Regions from separate parts of the Mus musculus genome. Here regions 1 and 2 are each linked to region 3. A link is a contact called in public HiChIP or PLAC-seq and promoter capture Hi-C data. All regions are on one chromosome and are shown on one strand. The core of a region is the stretch at or near the end of the contact, and the rest is flanking DNA. Distances in the headings are between cores, read along the strand shown. Region 1 overlaps Pnpla8 (patatin-like phospholipase domain containing 8). Region 2 overlaps Pnpla8 (patatin-like phospholipase domain containing 8). Region 3 holds the start of Dnajb9 (DnaJ heat shock protein family (Hsp40) member B9).

Region 1 (3,228 bases), core at 482-2,981, 91 kb before region 3:
CCCCTTAGAGCTGAGGGAACCCCTCAGAAGAGGAGACACATTGGAACAAGTTCTTGAATGAGGCTGTGTGAGAGGATTTCTGAGCCCTTATAAGAAAACTCCAAGTAAATAAACAAGACAAAAGTCTTGTAATCTATGTTCCTCCCCAAGATGGGCTGTTCTCGGAATGTGCTCCTCCCTGATGTAGTGGATATGATAGTTTACTTCAGATTACTCATTACAAGTGGCAATTCCTCATTTGTTTATATTATCTGTATAGGAAAACATATTTTCACCTGCAGCTTAGGATTATATACAGCTTGAACTCACAAAAAACTTCACCCAGGTGACTTTCCTTAACCCTCAGGAAATGGTGGTTAAGATGCTCTGAATAAAGAAGGTTCTTTCTTTCTTTTCTTTCCTTTTTTTTTCATAAAGGCGGTTCTTGAGTGAGACTTTATTCTATCTTATTTACTGGCTCCATTCTTGTAGGTCTTATCACCAACTAGAGCAGCAACTGGGTGGAAAAGTACAAGAGCCAGAGGGGATGAAGCATACTAGGAGACTAAGACCCTTTGAATCAACTGAGCAAGGCTCATATAAACTCAGAGGCTGAAGCAAAAAGCACAGGTCTTGCACAGATCTGCACTGGGTCCTATGCATATACATTATAGCTTTCAGTTTAGTATTTTCATGGGACTCCTTTTAAGTTCCTGAACAAGTGGGTCTCAAATCCCTATGCCTACTCTCGGGGCACTTTTCCTTCTGTTGGGATGCCCTGTTCAGCTTCAACGTGTTGGGCTTTGCTTTGTCTTATATTTTATTTTGCCATGCTTGGCTGTCTTCTCTTAGAAGCCTGCTGTTTTCTAATGAGAGATAAAAAAAGGAGTGGATCTGAAGGGAAGGGGAGATGGGAAGGGGAGATGGAAAGGGACAGGGAACAGAGGGAGGGAAAATTGTAGTCAGGATATATTATATGAGAAAAGAATCTATTTGCAATAAAATAAAAGAATGAGGAAATATGATTTTAGTAAAGTCACAGCATAGTCCTGCACAAATTCTCAAAGCTTTCAAATGACAGGCCTAAGTTTTCCTGTTCTGTGTCAAACCCAGTCATGGTCCTGTTTGTTTTGTCATTTAATAAACAAAGGTCCTATCCTAGATTTCTAGACTTCATGACTCTTTGTCATCTATGGATACCAGCTGGCCATTCACTAAAATCCAGAGGGTCTTTCTGTAACTAAGATACAGAAAAAAAGAGGATTAAGAATCCTATCAAGGGCTGGAGAGATGGCTCAGTGGTTAAGAGCACTGACTGTTCTTCTGGAGGTCCTGAGTTCAAATCCCAGCAACCACATGGTGGCTCACAACCATCTGTAATGTGATTGGATGCCCTCTTCTGGTGTGTCTGAAGACAACTACAGTGTACTTACATATAATAAATAAATCTTAAAAAATTAGACTCCTAACGATAGCTGTCTGCTCTATTACAACAACAACAAAAAAAAAACCTTTGCAAATGGCTCAAGATTTCACATCTATTCTTTTACCCAAAGTTAACAACTTCCCATAATTTGTAAACAAGTATTCAAACAAAAACAGAGGCCCAGTAATCTAGAAGAACAAACCAGAGGGGTAGGTAGGGTACATCCTAGGTCCTCTCCCAAGGAATGAAGTCATCTCTTTGTTGTGGCCTTCAGGAGCACTGTGTGATGTAATCTGCCTACTATTCCAGTCTCATTCCAGTTGCTGCCCTCAGATCTTTGGGCTAGTCTCTGGGAAAGCTTACAGTTCCTGGAATTCTCTTTGAGCCCTGCATAGACCACTTTCTTTGTCCTTTTGCCAGGAATGCTCCTACTTACTAGCCTTCACAATGAGGTCTCACAAAGTAGCCTTCCTTACATCCCTTGAAATGTATGCTTTCAGAGAACTGCTAGTTTGGTCCACAGCACCCATTTCAGGACTACTTCATTTGTGAGATTATTTACTTAACAGTCACATTAAGAAGATAATTCACAGCCCTGTGGTCCCATGTAACTGTCTAGCTTACTTTTAACATAATAATACAATATTATCAGAAATACAGCCACTAAAGATTAACAAATACAGTGCACTTAAATAAATCATCTTTGTTTCTATACACTTTTAAAGCACTGTGATTCTAATAAAGCCTTAGTATTATTATGCACAAATTCAGTGCTATCACAAAGGCATATGTATAGCAGTCACAAACATGAAGGGATAAAAGTGATGAAGTTAAATACTCATGGGAGCAAATATGGAGACAAAGTATGGAGCACAGACTGAAGGAAAGGCCATCCAGAGACTGCCCTACCTGGGGATCCATCCCATATACAGTCACCAAACCCAGACACTATTGTGGATGCCAACAAGTGCTTGCTGACAGCAGCCTGATATAGCTGTCTCCTGAAAGGCTCTGCCAGAGCCTGACAAATACAGAGGTGAATGCTGCCAGCCAACCATTGGACTGAGCATGGGGTCCCCAGTAGAGGAGTTAGAGAAAGGACTGAAGGAGCTGAAGGGGTTTGCAACCCCATGGTAAGAACAACATTATCAACCAACTAGTACCCCAGATCTCCCAGGGACTAAACCACCAACCAGAGTACACATGGAGGGACCCATGGCTCCAGCTGCATATGTAGCAGAGGATGGCCTTGTTGGGCATCAATGGGAGTCAAGGCCCTTGGTCCTGTGAAGGCTTGATGCCCCAGTGTTGGTGAATTCAAGGGCAGGGAGGCGTGAGTGGGTGGGGGAAACACCCTCTTAGAAGCAGGGGGAGGGGTGTTGGGCTAGGGGGTTTGGGGGGGAACAGGAAAGAGGATAACATTTGAAATGTAAATAAAGGAAATATCCAATAATAAAAAAAAAAGACAACTACAAAAATAAAAAGTGATGAAGTTACAAAGACTAGCAGAAGGAGTGATATCTTGATTTCGCATCCTAATAGCTTGCCATTCAATAGTAACTATAAGCCATGTGGGATTTCTAGGCACATCAATTATAATCCTCAAGCAAACAATTATTGTTAACACAAAGCTAAAACAATTTCAGATTGTGAAGTTTCAAACAAATAAGACGAACTACATAGAGGCATACCTAAATGACTCAATTTTTAAAAATTAGGATTCCATTTGTATATTAATTAACCCTGTTGATTTTACATATAAAACTTACCTTTGAAAATCTAAGATAGAAAAATACTTTAATTTTCCTTAACTCGACTAGATT
Region 2 (3,065 bases), core at 219-2,718, 73 kb before region 3:
CTGAATGTATGTGTTATACAATATAAAACTACTGAAGGGTACATTTCAAAGAAATACTTTTCAACAAGACAGATATCAAATGGTAGAGAAAGTATGAATTAACAATTTTCTGAGTGGTAGGTTAAAAAAAAGCACTAACTGGGTTTTAGTAAACAGTAACAATATCATTATGGTATTTCCAAATTAGGGGATAACGTGAAATGTTGGGCCCCATTTTGGCCCTGGTTTGGGCCTTGAGGACAAACCCAAGCCTGGCTTGAGTTTCTGCGGTCTTGTGGGAACACCTAAGCCTGACTTGAATTTTGAGACCTGTCTCATTCCCTTACTAGCTGGGTGACTCAGTAAGACTAGTTTGGCCCTGCCTCTGCCCTGCCTCTACCCCGCCACTGCTGATGTAGAACTCTGCCTTTGGCCCTGTCACTCCATACCCTCGGTCACCCTTCTCCACTTCCTACGACATCTTACCCCACCAACAATCCCCCTCCCTATGTTCCGAACTTATATAAGTGAGGGGCTGATGCCGTAAAGCTGAGTTCCTGCTTCAACAAGACTCCTGGCTTGGTGTGTTTCTTTTAGGCCATGGGCTCAGCCCGGGAGAGACCCTGGCGGGGCCGGCAAAGTGCAAAAGCAATGGCTTTCCACATTATGTTTCCGTCTTTTGCTTTTAGACAGAATCTTAATAAATAGCCTAGGCTGGTCTCACATTTATGATCCAAATACTGGGATTAAAGGTGTTTGACCACATCTGGCTATTTCCTATCTTGAAAAATAATTACACAGTAAAACAGCTGCACTGCAATTAAGAATTTGACGATTCTGAGGCAATGGAACTGACATAAACGTATGCTCCACTTCAAAGTATAAATATTCATGCTCATAGCAGAATTTATGTCACAGCACAAAAGGAACTCATTAGCCTAATGTGTATGATAAAATAAGACAATTCCTGAATATATATTGTATGATTTAAAAGAACAAAAAATTTTAAATAAAAAAGGCTTTGCATTCCCCACTTTAATAGGCTTATTTAAATTTTTTTTCAAGACAAATATTAAATAAGTTAGAAATTACCTTGATAGCCACTCCTTTTCCTTCAGGAAATTCTAGAAGATGAAAAGTCAGTTCTTCAACCCTAGTAATACAGAGCTTTGGGTCGGCTGTTCTTCTTAAGGCCTGAACTAAGGCTCGAGTTCTGTTATCAATACTCACTCTTGCAATAATCTGTAAGGGGATATGAAACATGATTAGAAGATGGAGTTACTCTACAAATGGTTAACATTTCTTAAGCCCACACTGAAAGACAACTTGCCTTTTCTTGCTGAAGTAGCACACGCTTTTTCTCCTCTGCCTTCTTGTCTTTGTTAACAGCCTGCTCTGTTTTAGCAGACACTTCCTGTTCTTCGGGCGGACTCTTGGGATCAGACTTTAATTTGGGTACAAGTCCACCAATGTAACCACCGACTAAGGCTTGTACGCCTTCAGTGGGACGAGAAAGGAAGTTAGCAATACTTTGTTTTGCAGACACTGGGTGAGCCTCAGGCATCTGGGTCGGGCTGGAAAGTTTGTCTTTAACTTCTAGGGGAGATTCCGAGTCTGGCCTGTCTGCCACGGTGTCAGGGCCTGGAGAACTGGATTTCCTTTCTTCAAGGTCTGGCTTGTCCTGAAGCTGTTTATCTTCCTTTGTTTGAGACATTTTTCCCTTGCTTTTGAAATAGGAATTAATATGATTTGCTAAAACGGAGAATGACTCTCCAAATCTGGTGGTTATACCGTATGTGTAATGGAAAAGGCTGTGTTTACCTGAATCTTCTTCTTTATCTGCAAAGTAACTTTTCTGTTCTGCTAAAGAATTCTTTCCTGCTGATTTATCACTATAGTTTTTCAGAGACTCGACGGCTTGCTTAACATTTTTTTGTTTTAACCATCCCTTATCTGATACTTTTCTTAATATTCGAGAACTTGGCTTAAATTGAGCTAACCGTGTAACCATTTCATTTTGACTGCCAAAAATAGCCTTTGAAACTGAATTCAAAGTACTTTTAATACGGGACATATGAATGCTCACTTTTGTAAGTCCCTTGGGAGCAGAAGTGCTAAGTCTCACAATTCCAAAGTGTAAGCCATGGTTGCTTGGAGAGTGCCAGTGTTTGCTGCAATGTGCTTCACTTCTATTCCATTTACAGCTTTTCTTACTTGTGTGAAACTCTCTGTGCACATTGACATGGTTCATGCGCCAATACTGTTTAGAACACACAAAATGCAATTGTTTGCTTCTCTGTTTCCCACAAAGACTTCTTGCATTATTAAGGAAGTAAATATATATATCTAGAGTCAAATTAATAGACATAACTTAAAAATCATTTATTTTCTATGTGACATTCTCTCATTCCATTCCTGAATGCTTCATTTAGGAAATTCCATAATTCATGGTCTTACCTGAAATAGTTAAAAAAAAAATTAATTAGCATTCAAGTTAAAAATTAAAGTTGAGTTAATATATATGACTTTGTACCACAGCAATAAACCATCTCAAAGAAAGATGGAATAAAGCTAGAGAGATGGTTCAGCAGTAAAGAGAGTACTTCTTGCTCTTGTTAGAAGACTGGGTTCAGCTCCCAGTTCCAGGGGGTCAGGTACCCTTTCCAAGTCTCCAAGGGCACTGCACAAATATGGTACACAGATATATATGCAGGGAAAACACTCAAACACATAAAAAAATCAATACATGAAAATTTTAAAAGATACACTACTGTATCTCCAAAATGCTGATGAGATTTCATTTTTAAAGTAAGGAGGAATAAATAAGCGTTCACTGCAGATGTCAGTGAGAAGCTGGAAGTAGGATGTTTAGGAGAAGAATTCAGAGACATCTCCTACTAGGTTTTTCTAATTATACAGTTTCTCTTTTTATTATTCAATTATTCACTAGTTTAAGACATCAGATTTTTAGTACTCTGAAGGCAAGGGTCAGGCCTTTATTTAATCTGTTGTGTATCTTTATAGACTGCTCAGTCCACAGTGAACATGGTATGACGTGTTGGGGGCTATACACGGGTTACTAAAGA
Region 3 (3,075 bases), core at 33-2,532:
TTATTTTTCATTACAAGAGGAAAAGAAATGGGATGTTTTAAATACATTGATTTTTCACATAAGTACATACTCCCTGTTAAGTCCTCCTTTATCTGTTTACCTGTACAGAAGAAAAATCAGAGGTGCCAAAGGATTAAACAAAGGGTCTTTCAGTTACAATGTAAGGGAACCAGGGTTGGAACTCAGCAAACCTGGCTTTGGAATTTGACAAACTTGCCTTGGCTTCTGAATAAAACTAAGTACTTACCTATTGTTTTTGAAATATGTCATGCTGTTGTTGAGATAATATCTATTATGCTCTCTTCCATAACTGAAGACATAATGGGACAAGTTATAATTCTAGTCTGGCAGTTTTCAAGGTTGCTTACATTCTTTTTGCCTCCTTTTTCGCAGGAGAAACAGGGTTTTTGAGCTTTGAGTTGGCTCAGTGGTTTAAGAGGGTTGTCTGTTCTTCCTAGAGTTCTTGAGTTCAATTCCCAGCAACCACATGGTGGCTCACACCCTCTTTCTGGCAAAGAGGTGTACACGAAGGTAGAGCACTCAAAATAAATTAACATTAAAACAAAAACAAGAAACAGGGTTGCACTGAGTGACCAACCTCACAGGAACCTCACCTTCCCACTTTCAGATGTACTTTCAACATACCTACTGTTGAAATGAGGTCAAGCTGAGGGAGGGAAAGAGCTGGAAAAGCCCGAGCCCCGTGCAAACTTTGCTGTGTTAAAGCAACACAGCGTGGTCTTGCCTACAAAGCAGTGTGCAATACAGTGGGCTCCCGCCTTTTGGGGAATTGAGGATTAAGAGACTAACATGACAGAGGCAGGCTTGGGCTCTAATGGCCTCTCAATGACACATCGCCTAAGGGTGAGACCTGAGTTTTCTGGTCACCTGGCCACTTATGAATAAAAGCTCTTTATTACGACCGCGCGAGCGATGACCGCTCAACAGCGAAGCTTTCTGCAGGCTGAAAAGGCCCACGAGGGGCGCCGGAGAGCCCTGTCCTCTAGGGCGGGGACGCAGGGCCCGGCGCACCCTCTAAAGCGCCTGCGCGCGATGCGCCCCAGGGAAGGATGAGGAAATCGTCGACTCACTTCCGCTTCCGCACACCTTGGCACCGCCCCTCGGAGGGTGGCGACGGAAGTGACGCAAGGACCAAACGGCAACAACAGTTTTCCACGTGCGCGTAGGGCGCCAAAGTCAGGTGGGCCGGCGGGAGCCAATGGGGAAGCGTTTCGTGTAGGTCGGCTCTATAAGCGGTCGCGCCAGCCACGGGCTCCCGCCAGTAGGGAACGGGCCGAGCTGGGAGGAGGCTACTCGGCGTTCGGAGGCGAGGTCGGAGCCTGTGCGGCCGGGGTCAGGGAACCGGAGCCGGGCCGCCGCGCTGTGGAGAAGCTGCGTCGGGGCGCACAGGTAAGGACCGGGGAGGGTGGCGCCGAGTCGGGTCCCGCTTTGTGTTCCGCCTTGGCCTTGGTGTCCTACCACCTATCAGCCGCGTTGGGAAGCCAAGCGACGCGACTGTACCCCGAGATGGCTGCGTCACAGCTCGTGCTTGCGGTGGGGTTGGGGGGTCGTCTTCCCCGAGGCCAGGCCGGCAGGTCGCGGAGCTCGCCGGCAGGGCCGGAGCATGGAGCTGACGCTCTGAGTGGAGTGGGCCGGGACGCCGGACCGGCCAGCCCTCCAGCGGGTTCGGGGAGGGCGATCCCATTGTTTGGGCAGAGTGGGTTTGATGGGGAAGCTAAAGCTCGGGCACTAAAAACATCTCCAGGGGCAGCTTGAAGCGGCGGGATCTCGTTTGTCACCGAGCCGCCTTGCTGTCAGTTGTGGACCAGCCCTTTGACTAGCGAACAACCGCAGCCTCTGGCGACCATCATCGGACATGCTCCGCTTACATTAACTTTAAAAAAAAAAATCTACTTTTTTTTTTAAGTCAGGGTAGATCTGGCTGCCCTGGAGCTCACTATGGAGACCAGGCTGATTTTGAACTCAAAGTGATCCCCGCCTGCCCCTGCCTTCTGAGTGCTGCGATTAAAGGCGTGGGGCACAACGCCAGGCTTTCTGCTTGAGTTCTTTAGAGAGTTTGTACTTGGTACGCGTGACTATGACTAAGTCTCGGGAAAAAAGTAATCTACCTGCTAATTATGCTTAGGATAGGCCACAGGAGAGGTTGGCTGGCAGTTTCCACAAACCATAGTGCCTTTTTCATCAGCCCTGTTATGTCATCATAGGTCATTAAGGACTTCTGTGGTACAGCATTCAAAAAAGCAAAGAAATACACTTCATCTCGAATCATTATGTGTTACCAATAGTTCTTAGGTAAAACTTTGTTTTAAAGAGAAACATTTTACTTGCTGAGAAATCTGGGAAGCCCAGTAATAACCCAACTTATCCAAAGTATAAACTTTTCTTCCTCTGGTAGCTCAGCTTTCAAAGAAGTATAAGTTTTACTAATTGTGAGCCTTAAGCAGATGTTATTTACCGATATTTCTGAAGTATTTGGGAAGTTAAATTTATGCAAACAGACTATTTTAACCACTTTAAGATCAAATAGATTTTACAGATTTGAGAAAAATCTTTCCTTCCCCACCTTTGCCTTTCTTCCTGCGGTTCTAGCCAAACACAGAAAAGACAGATTTCTTTTTCAGTAATTGGTTTATATTCTGAAATTAAATGTGGTAATGAAGACAGCGCTGAGGAAGCTGGGGTAGATCAGGAGCCACCTCAGGAAAATGCAGTATTAAATAATAATATAAACAAGTAATAATACCTTTTGTATCACAGGCAGACAAGTTCACCATCAAGTAGTAGAAATCCTAAGCCTTCCTAAGAAACTATCAGTTTTATCTTTCCAGTAGATAAGAAAAGCCTTGCTAATAGACTCTAATATCAGAAGTACAAGAGCGTGACTAATGTGATACTATGTGCATAACAGCTTGATGCTGCTGTCTCAACACCAGAGCTTTATTGAGTTGGATTTTTTTTTTAAGTCTTAAAATTTGTTCCTTGGACTTAAAAAGACACTATGTTTTTCTTTCTTAGGTTATTAGAAATGGCTACTCCACAGTCAGTTTTCGTCTT

What was found. Promoter capture Hi-C pulls out the DNA fragments that hold promoters and counts their contacts. HiChIP or PLAC-seq counts read pairs in DNA pulled down with a chosen protein or histone mark.
Region 1: an H3K27ac HiChIP or PLAC-seq map of extraembryonic endoderm stem cells shows a contact between it and region 3. The contact joins the enhancer-like site here to the promoter of Dnajb9 in region 3. A contact is called at or near these places in 6 of 39 promoter capture datasets (the C10 cell line, liver, neutrophils and 1 more), 4 of 115 datasets of contacts at active chromatin or transcription factors (bone marrow-derived macrophages, extraembryonic endoderm stem cells, large pre-B cells and 1 more) and 3 of 9 other capture datasets (adipose tissue, liver and pancreatic islet).
Region 2: a contact with region 3 is called in a promoter capture Hi-C map of pre-B cells. The contact joins the enhancer-like site here to the promoter of Dnajb9 in region 3. A contact is called at or near these places in 15 of 39 promoter capture datasets (the 3T3-L1 cell line, the C10 cell line, the HPC-7 cell line and 10 more), 4 of 15 datasets of contacts at CTCF or cohesin (CD8 T cells, the NIH/3T3 cell line, large pre-B cells and 1 more), 49 of 484 Hi-C or Micro-C datasets (the AML12 cell line, B cells, the Ba/F3 cell line and 39 more), 14 of 115 datasets of contacts at active chromatin or transcription factors (the 230-238 cell line, the HPC-7 cell line, bone marrow-derived macrophages and 8 more) and 3 of 9 other capture datasets (adipose tissue, liver and pancreatic islet).

What each region holds. Positions count from the first base shown.
Region 1 is chr12:44,299,519-44,302,746 of GRCm38.p6, reverse strand. All of the region lies in intron 7 of Pnpla8 (patatin-like phospholipase domain containing 8), which reads right to left. Among named protein-coding and RNA genes, the nearest start is that of Nrcam, 28 kb to the left of the region's middle. Within about 2 kb of position 1,731, at least 10 of the 459 cell types and tissues checked have an H3K27ac peak or open chromatin away from gene starts, as enhancers often do. A contact at or near this core is called in extraembryonic endoderm stem cells, where this site is marked.
Region 2 is chr12:44,281,949-44,285,013 of GRCm38.p6, reverse strand. It overlaps Pnpla8 (patatin-like phospholipase domain containing 8), which reads right to left. Exons shown (of 10, transcript NM_026164.2): 2 at 1,310-2,436; 3 at 1,072-1,221. The coding sequence starts at 2,347. Among named protein-coding and RNA genes, the nearest start is that of Pnpla8, 14 kb to the right of the region's middle. Within about 2 kb of position 1,468, at least 37 of the 459 cell types and tissues checked have an H3K27ac peak or open chromatin away from gene starts, as enhancers often do. A contact at or near this core is called in the 230-238 cell line, the CH12 cell line, LSK cells and 7 more, where this site is marked.
Region 3 is chr12:44,208,275-44,211,349 of GRCm38.p6, reverse strand. It overlaps Dnajb9 (DnaJ heat shock protein family (Hsp40) member B9), which reads left to right and starts at 1,282. Exons shown (of 3, transcript NM_013760.4): 1 at 1,282-1,410; 2 at 3,037-3,075. The coding sequence starts at 3,047. Mir5627 (microRNA 5627) reads right to left here and starts at 1,037; the gene lies at 977-1,037.